Linked DNA regions of Mus musculus: region 2 is linked to region 1. The links are chromatin contacts, called in public promoter capture Hi-C maps. All regions are on one chromosome and are shown on one strand. Each heading gives the region's core, a stretch centred on a gene start, on an enhancer-like site or on the middle of the called end of the contact. The rest is flanking DNA. Distances are from core to core; before and after follow the strand shown.

The links. Promoter capture Hi-C pulls out the DNA fragments that hold promoters and counts their contacts.
Region 2: a promoter capture Hi-C map of pre-B cells shows a contact between it and region 1. The contact joins the promoter of Adnp here to the promoter of 2900093K20Rik in region 1. A contact is called at or near these places in 1 of 39 promoter capture datasets (pre-B cells) and 1 of 484 Hi-C or Micro-C datasets (liver).

The regions. Positions count from the first base shown.
Region 1 is chr2:163,415,972-163,421,927 of GRCm38.p6, forward strand. It overlaps 2900093K20Rik (RIKEN cDNA 2900093K20 gene), which reads left to right and starts at 3,800. Exons shown (of 1, transcript NR_151490.1): 1 at 3,800-4,390. Oser1 (oxidative stress responsive serine rich 1) reads right to left here and starts at 3,499. Exons shown (of 4, transcript NM_025699.2): 1 at 3,441-3,499.
Region 2 is chr2:168,204,123-168,210,078 of GRCm38.p6, forward strand. It overlaps Adnp (activity-dependent neuroprotective protein), which reads right to left and starts at 2,990. Exons shown (of 4, transcript NM_009628.3): 1 at 2,452-2,990. The region is part of intron 9 of Gm20716 (predicted gene 20716); the gene reads right to left. It overlaps Dpm1 (dolichol-phosphate (beta-D) mannosyltransferase 1), which reads right to left. Exons shown (of 9, transcript NM_010072.4): 9 at 4,926-5,956.

The DNA of each region.
Region 1 (5,956 bases), core at 2,550-5,049:
GGACGTCTAAGGATCTAGCAGTTACTCATTCCCACAAGGCAAGCAGGCGAAGAGAAATCTTTCTTTTAATGTCCTTATGTAGGTCTCCAGCGGAAGGTGTGGCCCAGATTAAAGGTGTGTGCCACCATGCCTGAATCTGGGACTTATTTTGTCCCAAGTGACCTTGACAAACTTAGATCTCTTTGTCTTAGTCTCCCGGGATTTATAGCCACTATGCCTCAAGATCCAGGTCAGAAACTTGTATCTCCCAGCCTCAAGATCAGTATTACAGGTGAGCCTTCCAATTCTGGATTGTAGTTCATTCCAGAGACACAAACCAACAGTATCCAAACAACCTAAATAGTTAACGCTGGAAACAAAAATCTAAGAACTATGTATGTTTCAATCTACTAAATCAAGTGAGAAAAGCTCCCTGGCTGTCCATGCCTAGAAACCTATCGAAAAAATTACTATCAGAGAAACAAAAGAAAGCTCAAACTGAAACACTCTGATTAATTAAAATGCTATTGGGTATCTGTCTAGTCTGATCCTAACAATTCTAAGTATGATTTTATGACACCACATCATTTGTACATAGCAATTTTAACCAATGTATCAGCATGCATGAAGAACTTTATGCTGCTGTTGTTAGAACAGGAATAAAGACTGCAGTCATTTATACTCTACTCCTCTGACCAAAAACTTTTATTAGGTGTTTGTAAGCTTTGGGTACTGTAGTTATTACACAGAAATGACGATGCCTATACTCAAACACAGGTAAAGAACAAAGCAGAACGTCTCTTTAGTTAGAAGTAGAAAAGAAACTCATAGAATACTGCTCTGCAAATATGACTCCATGTACTCTCCTTTTAACACAAAGGAAGGAGATAAGGGATCATTAACTCAGACAACACAAATTCTCAAATCCAATCTTAAAATTACCAAAATACTAAATCTTGAATAAACACGCCAATATCCAAAAAGTGAGAGAAGGAAAAAAAAACCTAGAAAACAATATATACTTTTTAAGCCAAAGATATATTTTACCTTTAAACTTAACCTGGTACCCCCTAGCCACCCCACCCCACCCCCCACCCCCAGGCACTCTCAAAGAGATCAGTGCCTCTCTATGGATCTTTGGGTACTGATTCTAGATCAGCTTATTTCTCAGAAGAGTTTTCTGTGTTATTATGAGACCTCTAATATTCCAAAGGTCAAGATGTCACAATGTTTGACATTTGTGTGTATGTTCACCGGCAAAAGAACTTAGCCAGCAAGGCGTGGTGGCGCACGGCTATAATCGCAGCACTTGGGAGGCAGAGGCAGGCGGATTTCTGAGTTCAGGCCAACCTGGTCTACAGAGTGAGTTCCAGGACAGCCAGGGCTACACAGAGAAACCCTGTCTTGAAGAGAAAAAAAAAAAAAAAAAAAGAATTTAGCTAGGTTTCACTTCAATATCAGAAGACAACAAGCCCACGTGGTTTATTTAACCAGGTCAAACACAAGGAAACCTCATCCACATGACTAAGTTTCACTCATCTAATTCTTCACAGGAGTAGGAGTCCTCCAAACACACAATATTCTATATACTAAGCAGAGGTTAAGTTCTGGTGTGTCTGGAGCTCCCACATCTCCAAAGATCTATCACAGGCTGTAAACAATTTCTTTTTGCTACCACAACTCCATGAAAGCTGAATTTGTAAGGACTGAAAAGATGGCTCAAAGAGTAAGGGTGAATGGCTACTAAGCCTGAGCACCTGAGCTTGTTTCCTAGAACTTGAGTAACAGGAGGAAACAACTTCCCAAGTTGCACTCTGCCCTTCATATAAAACACTCTCATACACATAATACAAGTAAAAAAAATTAATAGTGAGGTTTATAGTAGTTCTCTCAATCTGACTTGTGTGGCAATCAGTCAACATTTAAGTACACTCCAAGCCACATGGACACTGGTAAACATCACAGGCAGAGATCCACTCCTTTCACAAGTACTTCTAGGATTCCTAGTTCTACCTTGGATGCCACAACAGAGGCTGAACTGAATACAGGGGTCCCAGGAACCCCATTTCAGTAGGGAGGGCATCTCACTCCTACCCTCCAGGACTCACACTTGGCTAGGAAGCCTCCCAGCTAAGCCTCACAACTTCTAATTACACAGTGCTGACTTAATAGTATGGCAGGTGACCACCCTAGATGTTAATACAAACTTAGCATTCTTGTTGAGACACTCCCAGATATATCATTAAAAACCCCAACAGCCCAAAATAAAAATCTGGCTGCAAACCAAAAACTCTGAGAATAAAGTATCGCCTAACTTGTTTTCAAACGTCCACCACTGTGACTGCTCATGTTTTTCTTCAATTACTTTAAGCCAGAGCAAGAGTATCCTAGGCTTAACCTAGGGGGCTAGATCAGAGCATGCTTGCAATTACAAATGGGTTGTTATGCTCCTCCCAGTTCCTAGCTTTCCATTATGGAAGCATCAACCCAACAGCTTTATACAACAGGTGAGTGGATTGCCTATCTTCATTTACATTACATTGTGGGAAATTCTCCTATTACCCCTTCACTGCTCTTACTTCCAAAGAATGCCCAAAGACCTCAGACTTGCAAAAGGCCCATAAGAAGTTACTTTTCGTGGTTTTAAGTCAAATCACATCCCAGTTTCTTTCCACCAATACCGTGTGCAGTGTCTTGCTTACACCTCTGAAGCTTTAAACTAAGCTCTCCTTAAGTTTCCGGTCGAACTTCTCATTTTCAGCAGCACGAAAATGAGATCTGCACGCGTCCTCACAAAGTTAAAGCGGAGAAATCTCCCCAAACCTCTCAAAGTTACAGAGTCCCGAAAAGGAAAAACAACAACAACAAACTAACCAACCCTATCCAGAACGGCCCGGATAGAATCAATCTGTCCCTAGGACGAGAACACATCCACACCTCTCTGGGCACACCCACTCAACCCCTCAAAATCACAGGACTACAGGCAAAGCGACACGTTCGTTCCTTTCTGCCTATCACGGTTAAGCGGAGTCGGCTGGGAAAAGGTCAGAACCCGGGGACACCCAAGCGGGGAGCTGTCTCGGCTTTTACCCTGTCCGCCCCGGCCAACCACGGACTCCGAGAGGAGGCAGGAGTGAAGCTGCGGCGCAGAAGCCGCAGGACGCAAGCGGAGAGGAGTGCGACTCGCAGGGCGGGAAAAGGCGGGAAGGGGCAAAGGGCGGCAAGGAGAGCGAAAGGGGAAGCTGTGGCCGGCGCGGCCCGGACACCGCGGGAACGCAGGAAGGCGGGAAGCGAAGGCCGCGCAACTTGGCACTCCAGGCCGCGGCAGCCGAGGGCCGGGCCGGGCAGTCGGCGCAGGGAAACGCCGCGACCAGACGGGAGGGCCGGACTCCGCCTCCCGCGGGTGGGAGGCCTGGCGGACACGACGTCCCCGGCCCTCCTCGTCCCGTCCGGCCACTCACCTCCTCGCAGCTGGGGCGCTCCCGGGAATCCGGCCCCGTCGGCTCCGAGCGTCTCTCCGCGTCCGCCGCGTCTGTCTGACCCGGATCCAAACCCCACCGATAGGGTGGCCCGCGCCTCTAGAGTTGTACTGCGCCTGCGCAACCTCGGCTCGCGCCCTGCCCACCGTTCACGCTCCTCCCACCTCGGTGACTCGGCAGCTCGGCCCGCCGCAACTACGCAGGCGTACGGCGGTAGCCCGGCCTCTCGAAGCCCCAGCTCCAACCCCTCTCCGAAGCACGTGCGTCTTAAGTCATTTCCTGTTATTCTTTTCGCTCCCTCCGCCCCCTGGCTTGGGTTCGCTCCCGGCAGGCTTTTGGGCGTGCCTACTTCCTCTTCGCTGTCACGTGAGGCGGCGGCTTGCCTTGCAGCTATCGAGCCGCTGCCGCTCCCCTGGCATAGCCTGCTTCCTTCTTGTCCTCTTGAAGTCCCCAAGCCAACGGGATTCGGTGGGCTGCGGGAGTATTTGCGCCAGCTGATGCCTCCGGGAATGCTTGGCGGAGTTTCTTACATGCAACCAAGGGCGCTTGCACTCGGTCCACAACCCTCGCCGTGGGTCGTCTCTTTGGGTCCGCAGAGAAGCCAAGAAGGTATTAATTGGACGAGGCCCAGGCGGTGGATGCTGCCCGGAATTGGAATGGAAATTATTTAGGTTTTGTGGTTTTTGCTTTAAAAAAAAAAAAAAAAGCAGGATCTCATTTGTTAGACCAGCCTGAAAATCGCGTTGATTCCCCTGCCTCGGGCTCCCGTGCCTTCATTTTGAAGTATCTCTTGATAATTGAACGTCTGGAAATTAAACGGTTTCAGCGAAGGCATTTTGCTTTTGTTTTTCCAAGGATGGTTTGGGAGCATCAAGTGGGAAATACAGGGTAATGCACGTACATATTAAATTCTGCAAGAAGGTATTAAGCAATTTACCAGTCTCTGGCTTTTTTTGTTTTTTGTTGTTTGGTTTTTTCGAGACAAGGTTTCTCTGTGTAGCCCTGGCTGTCCTTGAACTCACTCTGTAGACCAGGCTGGCCTCGAACCGCCTGCCTCTGCCTCCCAAGTGCTGGGATTAAAGGCGTGCACCACCACTGCCCGGCTAGTCTCTGGTTTTTAGTGATCTGACAAGTTACCCATATGGCAAGGGTGAGCTATGAAAGACCTCCCCCTACCGCCATTGTCAGGGCCTGTTCTATTTTAAACGTTTCCCCATCGCCTGCCACTCTGGAGTTCCACTTCAGACCCTTGTGTGGAAAGACGATTTTCCTCAATAGAGTTGGTTCTGGCACCTAAACCTTAGAGTGGGTTTTCCCCTGAACCCAAGCTGGCCTCTTCTAGAAGTGGATGCTAGAGAGGATAGCCATGTCCAGCTTAACTAGAGTCAACCCACAGAGAATGGAATCTACACTTCACTGGACAGACAGCCCCGTCTCCAGACAGCTGGCTTGGCTTTGGCTTGCTTGCTTATTTTTGTTTGTTTGTTTGTTTTTTGTTTTTCCTGATCCTGCTCTATAATGCAATCATGGGAAAGCCTTTTGCATTCGATGGGAACTTCATCAGATTTTGAATTTTTTTTAAGATTTATTTATTATTATTCATTAGTACACTGTAGCTGTCTTCAGATGCACCAGAAGAGGGTGTCAGATCTCACCCTCTCACATGGTGTGAGCCACCATGTGGTTGCTGGGATTTGAACTCAGGACCTTTGGAAGAGCAGTCAGTGCTCTTAACCGCTGAGCCATGTTGCCAGCCCCGGTTTTTTTGTTTTTTTTTTTGTTTGTTTGTTTTTCAAGCTAAAATACACCCTGTGATAAGTTTGGGGATGCTGGCCCGCAGAAGGGGCTGCTGCATCTTCCCATTCAGCCACAGGATCACAAGGGCAAGCTGATGTTCCTAGTGCCCTGTGTTGTATTAAGTGTGTTTTAGACTAAGGATGCTTCCACTTGTGATGTGCTGAATAGGATGTGACCCTTTCCTAAGCTAAGAAGCACCTGTGTAGGGCTGTTGAACATAAAGCTTGTGATGGGTCCTGAATAAAACCTTCAAATTCTCTGTACAGTAACTGGCCCACAGTGAAAAAATAATCCTGTTGTAATTCTCTGATGGCTAACAACAGTTGTAACAGATGCTAGTAACAGTAATAACTCTACTATCTTCAAACATAATATTCCTGTGATTTTACACATTCTACAGATAGTTGTCATCTTAGGTGTTTATTGCTGTGAACAGACACCATGACCAATGCATATTTTAAACATTAAGTACTAAAAAGTAAAAGGAGCTTTTTTGTGTTAACACACCTCCATAAAGTTAGGCACTTTCTGAGACTATGACTTCATACCCAAGAGGTGCCTGGAAAGGAAGACGCAATCTGGCTCCATCTCCCTCCTGACTGTTACTGTTCTTAACCTCCACATTCTAACACCTGACGCTCATCTCACTGCCAGACCACAGCACTGTCAGCTTGAAGTTATCTGCCTAGGTCCGGGTCTCG
Region 2 (5,956 bases), core at 1,740-4,239, 4.8 Mb after region 1:
ATTTGGTATCCCTTGATTTTTCTTGGCACGTCGATGTAAGATGTCTGTAACAGTAGGATAAAGCATTCACAGATACTAGCATCACTGTCAATATTACCAAACAAGAACAAATCAAATCCAGAGACTCTTACCAGGCCAGTCACATCTCTACCAATGAACTACTTTCCCCAGATCCCTTTAACCAAGTAACTAAGGCTTTCAGATGCTGAGCAAGTCTTGAGATAGACTACTTAAAACTTTATGTCCAAAAGTGCAGAATGCAAATGATTACAACAACATCATCGACTTTAAATTTTTCTCTTAAAAGAGACACATATTTTAAACGTTCAAAACCCATTACTGCAACCAGCTCTAACGAGTTCCTTGAGGAATGTGGCGAGGCTGAAATTTTGAAAGTTCATGTTCTGGTGGTGATCAGGAGGAAGTCTCTAGCTTTCCTGATGCTGCAGTCCCCACCCTCCAAAATGATATACCCACCGGTGTGAATTGACAATGCAGTCCAAAGAGCAAGGCAGGGAACGGAGTCCAGATCCTCAAAATGGCAGTACAGGGAATAACCACTAGGCCACCTATCAGTTCAGTACAAAAAGTGCAACCCTGTGCATCACGATGTAAAAGCTGGGGCCTAGGTTTCGTACTGTGCATCTCACACCTATGGAAATAACAACAGGAGTAAAATCTACAGAAATCCACACACCCTAAAAAGGTGGGTGCGCACCGAACCAAGACTGGTGTCAACACTTGCAAAGGCAGTTGGCTACAGACAGTGTACTGCTGAAAGTGGAAGGCAACACAATTTTGCAGTGAACTCTATTAAGTTTGACAATGAAGAACTCAATAGGGACCTGATGTTTACCAACAAAGCCTTGCAAATCCTGACACCCATCTTTCATGGCTGTCAAAATCACCAACCCATAAAACCTCTCAAGAATGACTTTCCACTCGCAAAAGAGTCGGAGAGATTTGGATTGACCTGATCTCCCAAGCCCGTGACTTTCAGGTTTTAAACAACCCCCTTTACCACCTAGCCTAGGAAAGAGATGTCAACACATCAAACCTTAAGGTGAAGGAATTCTTGAGAAAGGGAACCTATGACCCAAGGATGTGCACCAAGGTGACTGATCAGCAATCAAAGTCTGAGGGTGAACAGGTTTGAAAAAGTAAAAAAAGACAACTTTCCAAACGGAGAAGTGGCTTTCTTAAATAAAATCTCTCTAGCCTCACTTAATCCTTCGCCATGTTGCTGTCAGCTCACCCAGTGCAAGTCTTGCTGGACCCATTTTCCCATGGTCTGTAGAAGGCGCTGTTTAGCACATCCTGTTCTAGTTCTGGGGCCCTTCCCCCCTCTGCAGCCTTACCCAGTGCAGGGAATGCGCCCCCTACTGACTCCCACACTCAGTGCCTTTAACCGACTTGGCTGCAGTGCCTTTTGGGTGGGGGCTGGTATTTTCTCCATGACCATAAACCAGAAGCAACAATGCAGATTTATAAAGAAACTGCACAAAGCTATCCAAGAGACACCCCCCGACACACATCCCATTGTGAAGGTTCAAGATACAGGCACAAGAAGCATCAGGGATGGGAACTGGGCGTTTGGGGCTGGACAGCATTAAAATGGCTAACACAGGAAACAGTTTGGTTCTTTTTCCCTCCTAAGCCTTTGTCTGTGAAATGGGGTTATGACAAGAACTGTCCAGAGGACCTGGTGACTGGAAGAACACTGAGAAGACACTTGGGGTGTGTGGCAGGGAGTGAGACTAAAATGAGTATTAGACTTCTTGGAGAGAAGAAGAGAAGCAATCGCGCCTTTTCTAGCAGACAGGCATCCAGGTTGGGGGTAGGGTGGGGAAGGGAGGAGAAGGACAGGCAGCTCAGAGGAAAGAAGAGGCGAATAAGAGGGTGCTCAAAGAACTACTCCCCATTCATTGCATTCGAAAAAAATTCTTTCCGCGGCTTTCTGGATTTCCATTTTCTGACTGCAAAGTTGATCAGAAAGCTCTAAAGAGGGAGTGCTGACCAGGTAGCCCAGATTGAAAGCAGGGCCGGTGAGGGGCTGTGGTGGTTAGGATGGGAGGGAAACTGGCATGTTGTTGGGGAGGCAAAGACTTTCACCCTCTGCCATGCACGCTCCCCGCCCCCCAGGCCTTTCCCCCCTTTCCAAGCCTAGGGTGGGCAGACCTGGCAGAAGGCTGGTTCCGGGGACTGGGGGAGGGCGGGAGGGGATTAGTTCTGAGGACGAGAGAGCGAGCGGGGTTCGGCTGGGGGCGGGGTGGGTGCGGGAAGATGCCACTAGCCGCAAAAGCCCATGGTGGCCGGCCGGCAGCCCCGCGGGGCGGAGAAGGGGATCGGGCTGCAGGAGGGCTGCGGCCGACTGGGGTTCGAGGCGGTGTGTGCACGCCGAGCACAATGACCGCGCCCGGGATCGGCGGCGGGCAGGGCCGCGGGGCTTACCTTGGCTCGGCCTCGAGGCGTGCGCGGGGCCGGCGTGCTCTAGAGCACGGCGGCGGGTGGACGGCGGCACGGCGATGGCGGCGAGGACGCGCCCGGGGCCTCGTCGCGCTCGGGCTCCGGCTCGAGCCGCGGCCGCGGCTGCTGCCGGGGGGCGCGGCGGGCGCAGCAGAGCGGCGGGCGGCGGCGCGGGCAGTGCAGACAAAGGAGGGGCGGAGGGCGGCGGAGGGCGTGGGGCCGCGGCTTCACCGTCGCGGGCGGGCAGGCGGGCGGCGACGGCCGCGCGGCTCCTCGGCGGCGGAGACCGAGAGAGGGAGCTGTGGCTGAGGCGACGCCAAATCCCCCCCGAGCGAGCGCGGCTGGAGGGGGAGGGGGCCAAGATGGCGGCGGGCGGGCGCTCAGCTCATGGGTCCCGGCGGCGGCGGGTAGACCGGACGGGTGGCGGCGGCGGCGGCGGGCGGGGGAGGGGGCTGGTCCCGCGTCTCCCCTCAGCAGACAATACAAGCGCCTCAGAGCAAGTCCCCGAACCTGCCCTAGCCAAAATGGCGGCCGAGAAAGAGCGGAAGTGACGTAAGCGACTCATTAGCATAAGAGGACTCATTGTCCAGCTGGGGGGGGGCGGGGGCCATGGACCCCCTACTCGGCGACCCCCCCCCAAGGGAGAGCTCTTCGGTCCTCGGCTGCGGCGACACCCACTTTCCTTATGGCAGGGTGGCCCCAGCCCCCCCCAGCCTCTCCTGGGTGAGATTATATAATCCCCACTGAGGGGAGCTCTCGCGAGAACGTGGAGGCTTTGCCATTGCCCCACTAGGAGGCGCCGTGGATAATGGCCGCACTGCGCTCCTGGGTGCCTTCCTCTGACCGCAGCGCCGCCGGCGGAGGCAGAAGTAGCGGGCCGCAGCACGCCTCGACAGTCAGTCAGGTGGCTGCACTGGGGATCCCTGCGCGGGCCCATCTGGGCCTGAACTACATCTGGCAGGAGGGCGCCTGGGGCTGCCCAAGGCCCACGTGCTCAGAGTCAGCTCTCCCAAGCTGGAGGCAAAGCCAAGGGTTGAGCCTGCTGCCTCCTGCCTTTAATGAGGTGTGATGCCCTCGTGTTCCTCCCATTTTTTGAGATGACACAGCTCTGAGGCCATGTCAGCTCTTCTAGTGAACTGGTATGGGATAGACAGGGACTCAGCTTTTCACTTCTGCTGTTCCTTGGACTCAAGTCATTCCTTCAAGTCATCAGATGGCCACTTACCATTGACTCAAGGAAAAAAAAAGTGGGATTTGTAGAGTTGAGGCCATTGGATTGTCAATGGCTAAGGATGAAAACGGTCTGGCACTCACCCACAATTCTGGTATGTGACAGCACCTGCACTGTTGGCTTTGTAACTTTGGATCATCCCCAACCAACATACCATGTCAACATCAACAGCCTCGGTCCACTTTAAAGGAACAGTAGTTACCCTACCGTAGATAAGGATGGCTAAAAGCTCTACAAAGTAGCAAGTGCAGTTGTGAAGGATTGGCCACCCCTCCCCCAACATGAGGTCTCTACAAAGTTGCAAATTTTGAAAGAATCAGACTATATATACAGACAGCTCAGTGTCTAAGGGTTTGGTTGGGAAGTTGAACAAACTTCCACCTAACATTTATTTTTTGCAATTATTAGAACATATATTTAAACCCCTAATCAATAGCTCAACAATGTAAAACAAGGAATAGAAACTATTTAAAAGGAGGTGGGGCTGAGGCTAAGGCCTTTCATCAAGGAGTAGAGATGGGGAAGCACACAATGCAGAAGACAGGCAGGCTGTGTGAATTCATCTCTACTGTTCTCCTCAGACACTGGGTTTCATGCAGTGATAGCACAGGTATGAAGAACATCTGCATTGCAGCAGTGCTTCACTTTGTAGCATAAAAGGTGCTGGATTCTGACGGAGAACTTAAAAAACTGTGCATGCTTATGTCACCAGATTTAGCACAAAAATACAGCATAAAAATTGGGCAACCTTGAGCCGGGCGCAGTGGTGCATGCCTTTAATCCCAGCACTCGGGAGGCAAAGGCAGAGGCAGAGGCAGGAGGATTTCTGAGTTCGAGGCCACGAGGCCAGCCTGGTCTACAAAGTGAGTTCCAGGACAGCCAGGGCTATACAGAGAAACCCTGTCTTGAAAAACAAAAAACAAACAAACAAAAAAAATTGGGCAACCTTCTTCTCTAAATGGCTTCTGAATGCTGGTGTTTACTGCTCAAACACACCCTGTGCGATGGCAGTAGTGACAGAGTAATTCTACACAGGCTAAGTACTGAAAAATGAAAAAGACCAAAGTTCTCTGCCCCAGTGAGGTGTGAGGCAGCAATGCTGTATCTACAGTGACTCCTGCTGAGGTCGCTGCTTAACTTCTGTTCTGTGTACTTGATACTGAAAACCTAATGCCTTGTTTCAAGATAGATTTCTCAGCACTCAAAAAACAATTCGATAACATTATAGTCCTATGACTTTGGCTTAAAACAAAATTTAATTGAACACTAATAAATATTCTAGTTATTAAGGATGAAACAAGTCACTTCCCCATGGATGTGCGACAAGTTTTGGCAAAGGGGAACACAACAACAGTAGTTCTTATTGGAATATGCACTGTGGGCCCAGCTATGTGACTACATGGCAAGGCTTTCATGCTCAAAACAAAGTGAAGGTGTAGCTCACGTTTGTTCTTGTTACAATCAGCTAGAAAAAGGAAGTGAACATTTAAGACTTTCAATTTCTTTAGCAGCCCAAGTAAGGTGGGAAACAAGTATACAGGTTGGGGTGTATGATGATGCACACCACAGTCCTCACACTTGAGAGATGAAGGAAACAGGACCAGTAATTCAAGACTAGCTTTGACTACAGAGTAAGCTGGAAGTCAGCTTGGGCTATGACACTGTTCACTAAATGTGATTATGCAGTAACTTAAGAGACAGATGTCTGTTCTTTTTTTCTTGCAAAGGACATGCAACTAGATCTCATGTATTCACTCAAAACCTAAAACATGCTCTTTGGAGACAGAGGCAGATGGATCTCTGAGTTTGGTCTACAAAGCCAGTTCTAGGACAGCCAGGGCTATTACACAGAGAGACCCTGAAACATACTACATGATCTGAAAGCTATGCTACAGACAGAAGTTCACTGACTGATAAGTGAAGTATCTTCCCTGACAGTATGGAGCAACTTATCCTTCATTTTAACAATAGAACATTTTTCTGGATGAAGAAAAATAGTACAGGTATTTTTCTGTTGTGGTATCAAGTTTTGTTGAGGTATTGAAATAATGTACAAATATTTTGAGATAAAAAGAGATAAAATACTTCTCTTTCCAATAGGAGTTGTTGCTCAAGAAGACAAAGCCAAGAGCACAGCTAATGTGACCCACTGCTTAACTGCTTCCCAGCCCACACTGTACTCTGCACAGGTCTGCTCTGACGGACCAGGCTATGCTCAGTCTGCATGCAGGGAGCACATGCAGGGAGCACTGCTTCATC